3 separate regions of the Mus musculus genome follow, and all the other regions are linked to region 3. Evidence: chromatin contacts called from public HiChIP or PLAC-seq and promoter capture Hi-C data. All regions are on one chromosome and are shown on one strand. The core of a region is the stretch at or near the end of the contact, and the rest is flanking DNA. Distances in the headings are between cores, read along the strand shown.

Region 1 (3,676 bases), core at 461-2,960, 1.0 Mb before region 3:
CACAGTAGGTGAGAATTGTTAAGGAGAGACAGCTGCCAACAGTGGCTTTCAGTATCATGCAGATAGGTGGCCAACTCTAGCAAGTTCACTAATGCATGGCTCTCTGCACAGGTGATTTTCAGTTCCTCTAGGAGCCCTGCAAAGAGGTGACAACCACCCTCATCCCATCGGTGGGTCGGGTCGGAAGAGGCTAGCTACCCTGCTCAAGTTGCAGGATCTGAACTCAAATGCAGGGCCTTCCCATGCCTCTTGAGACTGCCTCTCCGATACCCACTGTGCCCAGAGGCCTGTTGAGTAGCACCCATGAGGATGAAGATGAAGACTCACCTTCCTCGTCCAAGCTCTTTAACTGGGGGCTCATGGTTACCAGAGTTTCAAGGCCCTCACACTGGCTCACGTCTTCATATACTGCCCAGCCTGGGGTGACTTCCTGCTGTCATGGTCACTGGCCTCTTCCTGGAACCTGACGGCAACTAGGGGCCTCTGAGGTTGAAGGTAGAGGTAGGTTTTGTTGGGGAGAGAGATGGGGAGAAAGCAATGAGTTTGCAGCACGTCAATCTATCCAGACACTCCTCCGCTCGGGTTTCCCTGCCAAGGACAGTGTGGCCTCACATTTCAGACATCACTTATACATGAGGGCCCTAGAGGGGTAGGAACTGTGGACTCATCTCCTGATAATGATACCACAGGCATGCCAGCCAGGGAAGGTGTGAGCTATGTCGCAGGGCTCTTTCCCAGTGTCTTGAGTCCCTGATTGGACTCAAAGGTATAAGTTATCTGGGCTTTGGTTTAAAATGAAGATTTTTAAAGACAGGCAATGGAATCTTCTTTTTTTCCCTCTCCCTCTCTCTCCATCATGCAGCGTCACACCAATGGCCTTATGCTTGCTAGGCAAGCGCTCCTGGGTCTTGGAATCTACACTTTGGACCTGAGTCAACAAGGATGACTGTCCCTACTGAAGTCACCTGCTTCTTCATTCAGTAGCTTTCTCTAATGCTGCTTGCCTTTGTGGGAGGTTTGTTTGGATGCTTTGAGAACCACTGTTATCATGTAAAAGCAAGGCTGCAGGACCAGAATGGTACCAAGGTTCTTGTTGTTATCAGTTGATACTGCAGTTCAGAGCATTCCCCCTAGAGGGATTCCAAGTCCTTTTATCCCTTAAAAGGGAATCGATCAGACACAGAGTTGCAGCAAAAGATCCACTTCCAAGGAGGAATCTGTCTGGGACAGGGAGGTTCCGAAGTTCAACAATCCTGCAGAGAGTTTTTTTCCCCCCTGTTATCTTAGGAGCATTAATCCAGCAGCAAGGAGAGACATAGGCCTATAAAAGCCCCACTTAATTAATTTCAATTTGATGGGTACATGATGTCTATTTACCAAAAGAACAGCGTAGCTTCCCAACTAGGGCCTATAGCCTTTCCAACCATGGGATTTGACCAGATTTACAGTATCAGAGAGGAATCCCTTCATAGGATTGGCTTCAAATCCAATCAGAAAGTGGTTGCTTACCTCTGGAACAAACTTGGCCACTATTTTTTTTTTTTTTTTTGGTTTTTGGAGACAGGGTTTCTCTGTGTAGCCCTGGCTGTCCTGGAACTCACTTTGTAGACCAGGCTGGCCTTGAACTCAGAAATTCGCCTTCCTCTGCCTCCCGAGTGCTCGGATTAAAGGCGTGTGCCACCACGCCCGGCAAACTTGGCCACTCTTGCACTATATTATGCCTGAGTAGTCAGTTGTATTGATGCGTCATGATGGCTAGCTAATGGGGAGGACGCTCCCAGGCCAGTTTCAGTTTTATTTCTTTATATTCTGTGACCAAGATGTGTGCTGTCTTCAGCAATGCAGTCTTACTATCGCATTCTCGTAGGCAACTGTCGTGTCTGCTCTCAACCAGCAAGAACGACACGACCACCAGTTCTAACAGCAGTTTAGTCAGCAAGCTTCAATCTTCATCTCTCTCGCTTCATCTTTTTCTCCCTCGATCACCGGATCTCTCACTCTTATATACTCTCAGCCCCCAACCACTCACAGCAAGCCACGTCACCTCACCAGGCACGCAGCTTCAGCCAATCAGGGCGGTAGGGGCATGTCTCTACCAAATATGGACTTGTTTTTACCGCCAGCATCATGGTGCACCTGCGCAGCTCTCACGATGGTCATGGCTTATTTTCAGGTGTATGAGGAAGTCAGGTGCAAATCATAAGACTTAGCTGCAGTCCCTGGCGCCATCTTGGGACTGCTGCCACACCTGCTCCTCACATCTCTCCCTTTTTTTCTTTTTTGGCAGAGAGAATGTCTGTCTTAGATTGCCCCCTGCAGCAATGCCCCTTACCCGTCCTTGGGAGACAAACAGCATTGGTTTGATCCCTGTCTTAGGTTGGCGACACGCCCAGGGAGTCTTATCCGTCATTGACTACTTCTCTAGCATGCCAAGCCAGCCACACTTGAGGACATTGTCCTGTCTGCATGCGGCAGGTGCACCAGAAGGCCAGGACGCTGATTAATCTATGGCCTGATTTTGATTGCTGCAAGCAAGCCTCTTGGGTGAAGGTAGAGATCTGATCCCCAGTGTGCAAGCATAGGGGCCCTACACAAAACCATCCCTTGGGCTCATCACCCAGAGAGGTCTTGGCCAGCTCCGTGTTGTTTTTCCTGGGGAAAGGGAACTAGGACACTGAATCTTCATGCAATCAGACGTGCCTTCCACAGGATGCCAACAGCTAGCTATCCTCTGTGCAGTGCTTAGCCTTGCAACCCACGGCATAATGCAGCATTATTTCTTTAGAGCGGCAAGCCAAATCTGAGGATATTGTCCCGCCTCCACTGCGGCAAAGGCCTGCGCCACCATGGCAGAAGTGCGGGCCTGCACACGCTGCACCCGACACATACACCAAACACACAACACACACACTATTACAAGCATACATCCCAGGGCTCCCATCAGTCCTGAGGCAAGGGATCAGTGCAACTACCATTCACCCCACATAACAACCATACATATAAGGGGGCACTGCCCAAGGTGGAAGGGAATCAGGAACACTCCTACAAAAAGGAAGGGGGGAGGCCCATCTAAGTTGGGAGGGTATAGTGCCATTGCCCTTGGATATACTGGCAGGCCACACCCCTCGAATCCAGGTAGCATTAGCTTTAGTAGATACAGCTGAACACAATCACTCATCTGTGAAATATTTTGAATCATCTGAAAACACAACAATCCCTTTAGCTGAAGCAGCATAGAAAAAAGGCAATTGTAGCGAAGCATTAGATGTAAAGAATTGAAGAAACACTTGAATGCGTCAATGGCATGGTTTCGGGAACACAGAGCTCTTCAGTTCTCACTAGCGGGAGGATTCCCAGCCACAGGAACATCCACATCCTCATAGCTCTGCTTGTTTTGAATCGCTCTGGTCAGCTGTTCTGGGACCCACAGCGGTTGTCGATGATCTCGATGATCCCGAGGAAACACAAACAGACCCTATCTCCCAAACCAAACAATTGATTCACACATCTTTTTCCTTTCCCCCTCCCCCCTCCCCCCTCCCCCCCCCCTTATCCCCTTCCTGGAGGCAGGAAATGAAGAAGAGGGCATAGAGGACTACCACGTACTAGCTTGCTCAGCCATCTTTCTTATGCCACCCAGGGCCACCTACCTAGGTGGCACCACGCTCAGTGAGTT
Region 2 (3,849 bases), core at 1,064-3,563, 770 kb after region 3:
CACTTGGACTGTCTCCTCCCTCAACTCCCTCAACCTTCCTCCTCTTAGCAGGTGGCACCACTCTGCTCCTCAACCCTAAAGTCCAAGAGTTCTGTTGGAGTAATCTGTACCTACCACTGGGCTACCCAACCCATCCCACACCTCTGACTGCACACATTGCTTGGATTCCATCACCCTCATCAGACCCAAAGTGGAGGTGACCAGACTCCCATGTGCTCTGCTTTTAGCAAGTGTTATCCTTGGAAAATTCCAATCAGACCCCTCCACTCTCATATAATCCAGCCTGTCTCATGCTATCTTATTCCAGCAGGCACAGCAGCCCAGCCCCTTCCTTGCCTCCTTCCCCAGCCCCAGGCCTGTCTCAGCAGCCCACTCATCTCAATGGCTTTGACTTTATTAGCAATTTTTCACACTGACCACATCATGATCTCGAGTTCGTCCTGTGTGCTTATTTTCTGTCCTATCCCTTGAGAATACAAGCTTCCTGAGCACAGGGGACCTTCCCTCCCGACCCCACCCCCTGCTGTTTCCCAAGGCTCAGCATCAGAGCCTGGCATCTGGACCACATTTGTTGAGTCTGTGAATGACTGAACTCCACACTTCCTGTCCTTTGCTCTCAGTACGCTGCCATTGTCTTCACTACTGTCCGCATTGTTAAATAACCGTTTGTGGTCGTGCATTTTATTCATAGGCTCTGAATTTTAACAAGAGGTTACCTCTTTAGTGTGCAAGTCGTCTCTTTGAGCCTAGACTTTTGGTTGTGGCCCGTGACTCAAATACTATACTGGTAGGAAAACTTTCAACAGCAAACCACACACATTGTCAGAGGCCAGCTTTGACCTGCTCAGTGGTATAAGAGAACAGAGACACTCACCACAGTTACAGACCCTGGAGTTAGCTTTTCATTTTCATACAGAGGAAGGAACTACCATTGTCTGGATTTTGCAAATGGGCCAAGTATATCGGTCTTTTAATGATAACCAGTTATGGTTTGTATTGAAAAGCCCTCCCCTCATATATTTTGCTGTTCTCGGAAGTCTGGGCAGACTGTGCTAGATAGCCTGCTCAAACAACACGATGTCCTGGAGGAGCTGGACTGGTGTTTGGAGGCTTTAGAGGACAATGTACTTGCAAGCTGTTGCCAAGGCCAAATCCTCCGTCTCCTTAGGACTGAACATTCTCAACCTTCCTAGCCCTGCTACTCCTTTAATAAGCTCCTCATGTTGTGGGGAGCCCCAACTGGAGATTATTTCCATTGCTACTTCATAACTGGAGTTTTGCTACTGTTATGAATTATAATATAAATATCTGTGATTTCCAATGGTCTTGGTTGTCCCCTGGGAAAGGGTCATTTGACCCTCAGAGGGGTCTTGACCTATGAATGGATGAGTTTCTTCCCTTGCCCCTGTACCCCCAAATTCTCTCTCCTCCCTGCCTATACTGTTAGCTTTTCCCTAACCTGTTTAAGAGACTCTCTGGCACACATATCTGCTCTTACGTATGCTGTGTTAAGATTCTCTGATATACTGAAATGTACGTTTCAAAAGTGAAACCTCTGCTTTTTTTTTTTTTTTTTTTTTTTTTTTTTGGACAGTGCTGACTTTTGGGGGCAGGGAGGGGTGGGCAAAGATATCAACAATCACAGCAACCCTACCTGGCCTCACCAGAGGCTGCTCAGTGGTACATGGGTTCCGCTTTCTCTGGAGTACTTCTCATAGTTCAAAAAAGCTTGAAGCTGCGGAAGACAGCCCCGCCCTCTGCATCATTCAAAAGAAAACTCAGACATAGAGGCGGGCTCTTGGTTCTTGCATGGAAACGTTCAGGATTCTTTCAAAGTTAGAGAACCATAACTTTGTTTTTTACTCCTTGGTTCTTTTATTCATGTGATTTAGCCTAGCAAGACTAAGTCACACATGCTAACAGCCAGCTCAGAATAGATATAATGATTTTAGATCAAAACTCTGTGCAGAAAAAAAAAAATCATGGACTGAAATAGGGGATATCAGGGCCAAGCAAACTCAGATGCCTTAAGGAAATAGCAAAAATGGGTTCTTCCCTCTTCTGTGGACGGCCAGCGTGTTACAGCACCCGTGTGCATGTGAGATCTCTGCCTTTTATTTTCAGTTACCCCCAAGTCTCCTAACCAAAGCGTCTCCTCCCTGATGAGGGTGATCACTGGCTACAAGCCTGGGGCTTCCACACCCAAGGTCTGGGAAGCTGCTCTTTCCGGAAGGGTGGTAGAGACCCTGGGAACCAGACCAGGCGGGCTCACAAAGTATGAAGAGAATGTCGGGAGAGGAAGTGGTGGCTCTGAGTCAGCACGAGTCATCTGGTTCCAGTGACAATGAAGACTGAGGTGTCTGCTTTGCAGTTTTTTTTTTTCTTTTCTTGTCTTTTTTTTTTTTTTTCCTAATCATGTGGACATCTCTGAGAATGAGGGGACTGGGTGACTTTGCAGTGTCTGCTTTCTAAGTTTCAAAGTGACTTTCCAGGCAAGCTGCGCATATCTTGGGATCTTCACAGCACAGTGGCTGGGAAGGCAGGCGGACCCGTCTATCAGCTTCTCCCTGGTGAGTACTCTCAGTCAAAGATGTTTTCCGTGCACCTCTGAGCTGTGACAGCTGCTGTGTTCTGGGGTAGACACTGCTTCTCCCAGACTTTGAAGGTTTTGTGAGGTCAGAAAAGTGGCTCCCTCTGCCTCCAGCCCACCTGTTGTGTCTGTTGCGGGACTCTTGGAGGAAGTTTCTGAGCTGTGCCTTGTGGATGGTGGCTGTGTGTTATGCTGTCTCAGAGGAGAGCGTGAGGCTTGCCTGGGAAGGAAGCCACCACGGATTCCTAGCTAGAAGCTAAAGTGAAGGTCAGAGACGGAGGTGGGTGAGTTTGTGTTAACTGGGCACTGAGGTTGAACTAGTTTCCGCTCCTAAGAAGCAGAAGGAAGAGCCAACCCCGGGGGCAGCTTCTGGTCTCTGACTCAGGCAGCCAGGCCTGAGCTGTCCAGCTTCAGGGCAAGAAGTATGGCAGCGAGGCAGAATTTTGTCTTTTCTCTGAACACGCTACATCCCGTGCTTCCCTTTAACGCTCCAGGTGGAAAATGTGTTCAAAAGCAGAAAGAAAAGCCACAGGCTAGGGACCAGGAAGGGCATGGTGGAAGATGGGGGAAGGGAGTGGGCTGAGTTACTGCTATTCTTACAAACATCTTTACTGTCAAATAAACAGTTACAGTAACTGCTGTGCCACTTTTAAAGCAAATCTAAAAAGCGGTCATTTGCTTAAAAAGCTGCATAGCAGGCTGCAGGGAAGACAGGAGCCTGTTCTGAGCAACTCACTGGGGCGTGTGGGGCTTCCCGGGTTAAGAATGAGTCAGCAACCTAACTGAATGAGCCCTGAGAGCAGCTCCATTCACTCTGAGCGTAACAGGAGTTTGCCGGCTCGGGTCTTTGCATGATATCAGCATTGCCTGGCCCTCTGTGAAGAGGATAGTCACACACGTTCAGCTTTCTCCTGGAATGTACCTGAGAGGTCTCTTGGCTGTCTCCTTGTCAGGAATACTGTGTTCGGCTTCTTCAGCATGCCTGGGCTGATGACAATCATTTTGGGTCCTGCCCCTGACCGAGCACAGAGTTTGTTAAACGAACTCTGGGGTGCAGGAAGGACCAGGGTAGTCTAGAGCCGCAGTCGCACCCCACCCTTTGAAATAGTTCACACCCTTATGATTGGGAGAATCGGGTGAGACATGAATTTTGAAGCTGGCTTCCACAAGAGGCAGGCACTAACTTGGCTTAAATAAATCAGAGTGCAAGCTTCAGAGAAAGAAAGCCTCCAAATACCTTTGAGAAGAATTCCTATCCT
Region 3 (4,227 bases), core at 568-3,067:
TTACCTTACGGAGGATGAACGCACGAACAAGGAAGAATAAAATTCCAGACATAATACCAGAAAGCAGCGGAGAGACGAACCACGACATCACTGGAATAGAATACAAAATGAAGTGTCAGGTCTGGAAAGTACGTTTTTGTTAACAAGACCCCGAAATGGTAGGTGCTCCATTTCTGATACTCTTCAACTTGCCCCTCCACTTCACTCCCACTCCACGACACACAGCAGCACACAACGAAAATAAAACCATTTAAAATTCAACATACCAATTTTTATCAGTTCAGACCACTTGACACCCTTCTGCCCATTTGCCACAAGGGAGAAACCAATGGTTGCACCGACAATACAATGGGTCCCAGAAATCGGAAGCTTCAAAAACGAAGCCACGAGCTGCCACACAGCAGAACCTGAAACAGAATTAATCAGATTTTGTCAGGTAGATGGCAAAACTGTTACATAAGCAGTGCGTCCTTGCGGAGAGAAGGTTCAAGACTGGAGCGAACATAAGGTATAACTACAACTTACCAAACATAGCACTGACGGAGCCAGCCATGAGCAGATCTTGAGTTTCGTTGTACAGCTCCACATCTATCAAGCCGTTCCGGATGGTTTCGCTCACTTTGGCCCCCAGCAAGGCGGAGCCCACAGTTTCGAAGATGCTAGCTAAGATGCAGGCTTGCTTCAGGGTCACTACACCTGAGCCTACAGCTGTACCGAACGAATTTGCTACATCATTGGCTCCCACGGAGAATGCCAAGACAAATGCAATGATGAAGCCCAGGATGAGCATCCATAGATTGTCATACTTCGGTGGAGCGGAAGCAGTAACAGCAGCTAGGGTACTAGTAATCGTTGCCACAGTAGATTCCATTCTCTAGTGTAGTGGTTCTTTAAATAATAAGAGAATTACTAAGCGGCTTTTGAGATGTGTAAACGGAATGAGGTATCAAAATGCTATAATAAATAGTATATATTATATAAAATTAAATACTGTAAACTACGGCACGGAAACCGAGCTGGGGAGTTACTGCTATACGCTGCTGCGTCTGGGCGTCTGTTGTCTGGGGTTTCTTTGGCTCTGGAGGGCTAAAAGCACGGAGCAGAATTCCATGGCGGATTAGAGAAAGGACGCAAGTTCATCCTGGGGGGACGAAGTGGAAGAAAATAACAATAGCGGCGCATCTCTGGGAAGAGGGCAGCCTGGGACTCCGCATAGTCCCCCCCCCCCCCGCCCGTCACTTATGTCTTCAGTCCCCCAAACGCTGTGCAAGGTGGGGCACAGGGCGATCTCTGTGCTCCCCCACCCCCCACCCCGTCCCGCCCCGCCCCGCCCCACGAGTTCTGTTCAGTCTCCGGCCGCTTGCCCGCGCGCGCCCTCCGTGGATGATCGGAAAAAAGACCATTCCCGCGCGCGCCTGCCGAGGACCGCCGAAAAGGCCCGCGGAAGGGCGCGGCGTGCGTGGGGAGGCGGGAGGAGGACAGCAGCGTAGCGGGGTCCTGCAGCCTGCATCCCACCCCCGCCAGCCAGCTCCCCACACCCGAGCCCACTCCAGAGAAGAAAGGACCTTTGCACCACCGGTGCCGCGCCGCCACTCACCAAAGGAAACTGAGGGCCGAACAGAGAGACCAGAAGAACGAGACTGAGGCAGGCTCGAGCCACGGTCGCACAACCCAGGACGGCAACACCGGGCACAGCACGGAGGGACTCTCTACCCACTCGTGAAGCAGCCGCGGGCGCCTCAGCAGGCGAGAGGTGAAAACACGCAACGCGCGCCGGCGGCCATCATATAGAGAGCATGCCGCCGGCTCCTATTTATAGCCGGTTCTGCGCCCCACGTGACCTGCCGAGCCTCGCGCCCGCCCGAGGTCCCGCCTCCGATGTGACGCAACCACAGGCTGGTCGGGCGCGCCTAGCCGGGTGAGCTGGGCAGCGGCGCTGATTGGCCTGGACGTCCCCGGGGCCCCGCCCCCAACGAGGAGCTGGTCCACGTGGGACTGGCTGGCCGCCTCCCTGCAGCCTCGCCCGGGTTATCCTGTCTGCGCTGGCCACGCCGGGTGGCTGCGGGCGGGGACTGTGGGGGAGTCTCGCCCAGACACGCGGGGACTGAGGCCGCCACCAAGGTCGTTCCGAGTTTCTCCCACGCGGGCCCGGGTCAGCTCGGTGGCGACGCGGAAGAGCGGGTGTGCTGAGACTTGCCCTTGGCCGGACCCGATCTGTACCTCGCCCGGAGAGGGTGGAGGGATCTCACGTGGCCACCTCGCTCCCGCAGTCACGCACTTGTGTGAAAACGGAAAGATTCGGGAGTCACGAGGATAGGCTTGCGTTCCCAGCTGTGGCACTGCGCTGAGGGAGAGCCATGGGTCATTAGTTTCCCGGCGCCGGACCTCCGTTTTAGGAGCCCCGGCTATGGCGCAGCGGGGAGGATGTTACTTTGGATTCGAATTCTTAACTCATATTTGCTGCAGTGTGTCACCTTGAACAAACCCTAGGTCTCCTCAAGCCGAGTGCTCTGGAACGAGAAATAATAGCAGAGTGAGAGAGACTGGAGGACGGGTTGGAATTGTGTGTAAAGCACAACAAAGATGCATTTCCTGTCAGCTCATCGGGGCTAGTGGCGACAGGCAGTACTAATTCAGGTATTCTGGTTACAAGTTCTTACCCAGTAAGGAGAATCATATTAGCTAAGATATAAGCATGTGACTGGAACTCAATAGATGTTCAGGAAATGAACCTTCATTTCCTCGTTACTTTTTTTTTTGAATGTGCCTGTTTTAGAATATAGGAAAAGGTTACAGAGGATGTCCTCATCCTGAAAGTTTTCCCATCCCCTTTTGAAATAAAGATTGCTTCCTGGTCCCCTACATGGTATAAGGTTGTAGTTCTGACAATGGATTAGTTCGTTTTATTGCCTAAGCTCAGAACTAACTAGTCACCACTCCTTGGGAGATTTAAGTTATGTGGGTTATAAAGAAACTTAAGAATTCCAGCCAGAAATACCCGGTTTAGAACGCTCTAAAACGCTCTCTGCTCTCCAAAGGTAGGGCAACGAATAGCAGAAACAAACATGTTGTAAATTATAACTTCACAGGAGTGTCCTGTGACCTATAATTTGGTAGACTCAGAATCTCGTATAGGTTATACAGGTCTATTGACCTCAAGGTCATGGCTGGAAAACAACCTTCATGTTCCAGGACACTGACCCCAGTGTGTAATTCTGGCATCTTCAAATGCAACACTCTTTGCCCTTACTTCTTTCCAAGGTCATAAAACATTGAATAAAAGGACTGGTTTGTTAAAAGGTTGTTAGTGTCCTGCCAATTAAAACAATTTTTGAAGTAATTATTTGTGAGGAAATTGCTCATGACTTTGCCCACTGTTTGGATGTGCTTTGCTTCAGTCTGTTGATGACCATGCTTTTGCCTCTTGAAATTGAGACAACCAAGGTGAGCAGCCATGGTGAATAAGGCCCATCCAGGTACAAGAGCAGAATCCAGAGCCAGGTTTGCCAGATGTGAAGGCATCACTGTGGTTCAGGGAGAGTATAGTATTTTGAGACTTGGCTTTATGCTACTTTAGTATCCATGTATTTTCAGGCAGAGACAGATTTCTCTGTCTCTAGAGAGTCCTTACTGTCTTGAAATCAAGGAGGGGGGATGTGATGGTTGGTCAGATGGTTTTAGATTGTCTTGTTTTTTGTTTGTCTTTTGTTTTTGTTTTTGTTTTTTGAGATAGGGTGTCACTGTGTAGCTGTCTGGTTGTCCGGGAACTTACTGTGTAAATCAGGCTAGCCTCGAAATCACAGAGATCCCCCTGCCTCTGCCTCCCAAGTGCTGGGATTAAATTCATGCACTTCTATACTTGGTTACCAGTTTTAATATTCAACTTGACCCACTCTAGAATCACCTAGGAAGAGAGTCTTGGTGAAGGCTTGTCTAGATAGGTCGGCCTGTGAGCAGGTCTGTAGTGGACTGTCTCAGTGTGGAACGCTGAAGTCTGAAAGTATGTGGCACCTTTTCCTGGTATCATAGTTAGGGTTTCTTTGCTATGGTGAAACACCATGACCAAAAAGGAAGCTGGGGAGGAAAGGCCTTATTTGGCTTATACTTCCATGTTGTTTTTCATCATTTAAGGAAGTCAGGAGAGGAACTCAAACAAGGACAGGAACCTGGAAGCAGGAGCTGATGCAGAGGTCATGGAGGTCTGCTGTTTACTGGCTTACTCAGCCA

The links. Promoter capture Hi-C pulls out the DNA fragments that hold promoters and counts their contacts. HiChIP or PLAC-seq counts read pairs in DNA pulled down with a chosen protein or histone mark.
Region 1: a promoter capture Hi-C map of the HPC-7 cell line shows a contact between it and region 3, with 3 times the contacts expected there. The contact joins the promoter of Tmc2 here to the promoter of Slc20a1 in region 3. A contact is called at or near these places in 4 of 39 promoter capture datasets (the HPC-7 cell line, cranial neural crest, hippocampal neurons and 1 more), 1 of 484 Hi-C or Micro-C datasets (muscle stem cells) and 1 of 115 datasets of contacts at active chromatin or transcription factors (astrocytes).
Region 2: an H3K27ac HiChIP or PLAC-seq map of microglia shows a contact between it and region 3, with 4 times the contacts expected there. The contact joins the promoter of Morrbid here to the promoter of Slc20a1 in region 3. A contact is called at or near these places in 2 of 39 promoter capture datasets (hippocampal neurons and pre-B cells) and 1 of 115 datasets of contacts at active chromatin or transcription factors (microglia).

Annotation. Positions count from the first base shown.
Region 1 is chr2:130,193,228-130,196,903 of GRCm38.p6, reverse strand. Tmc2 (transmembrane channel-like gene family 2) reads right to left here and starts at 1,710. Exons shown (of 20, transcript NM_138655.1): 1 at 1,510-1,710; 2 at 328-481. The coding sequence starts at 361.
Region 2 is chr2:128,427,815-128,431,663 of GRCm38.p6, reverse strand. It overlaps Morrbid (myeloid RNA regulator of BCL2L11 induced cell death), which reads left to right and starts at 2,313. Exons shown (of 3, transcript NR_028589.1): 1 at 2,313-2,570. Gm36154 (a long non-coding RNA gene) reads left to right here. Exons shown (of 3, transcript XR_374969.3): 3 at 1-867.
Region 3 is chr2:129,196,363-129,200,589 of GRCm38.p6, reverse strand. It overlaps Slc20a1 (solute carrier family 20, member 1), which reads right to left and starts at 1,817. Exons shown (of 11, transcript NM_015747.2): 1 at 1,598-1,817; 2 at 526-1,141; 3 at 267-407; 4 at 5-90. The coding sequence starts at 871.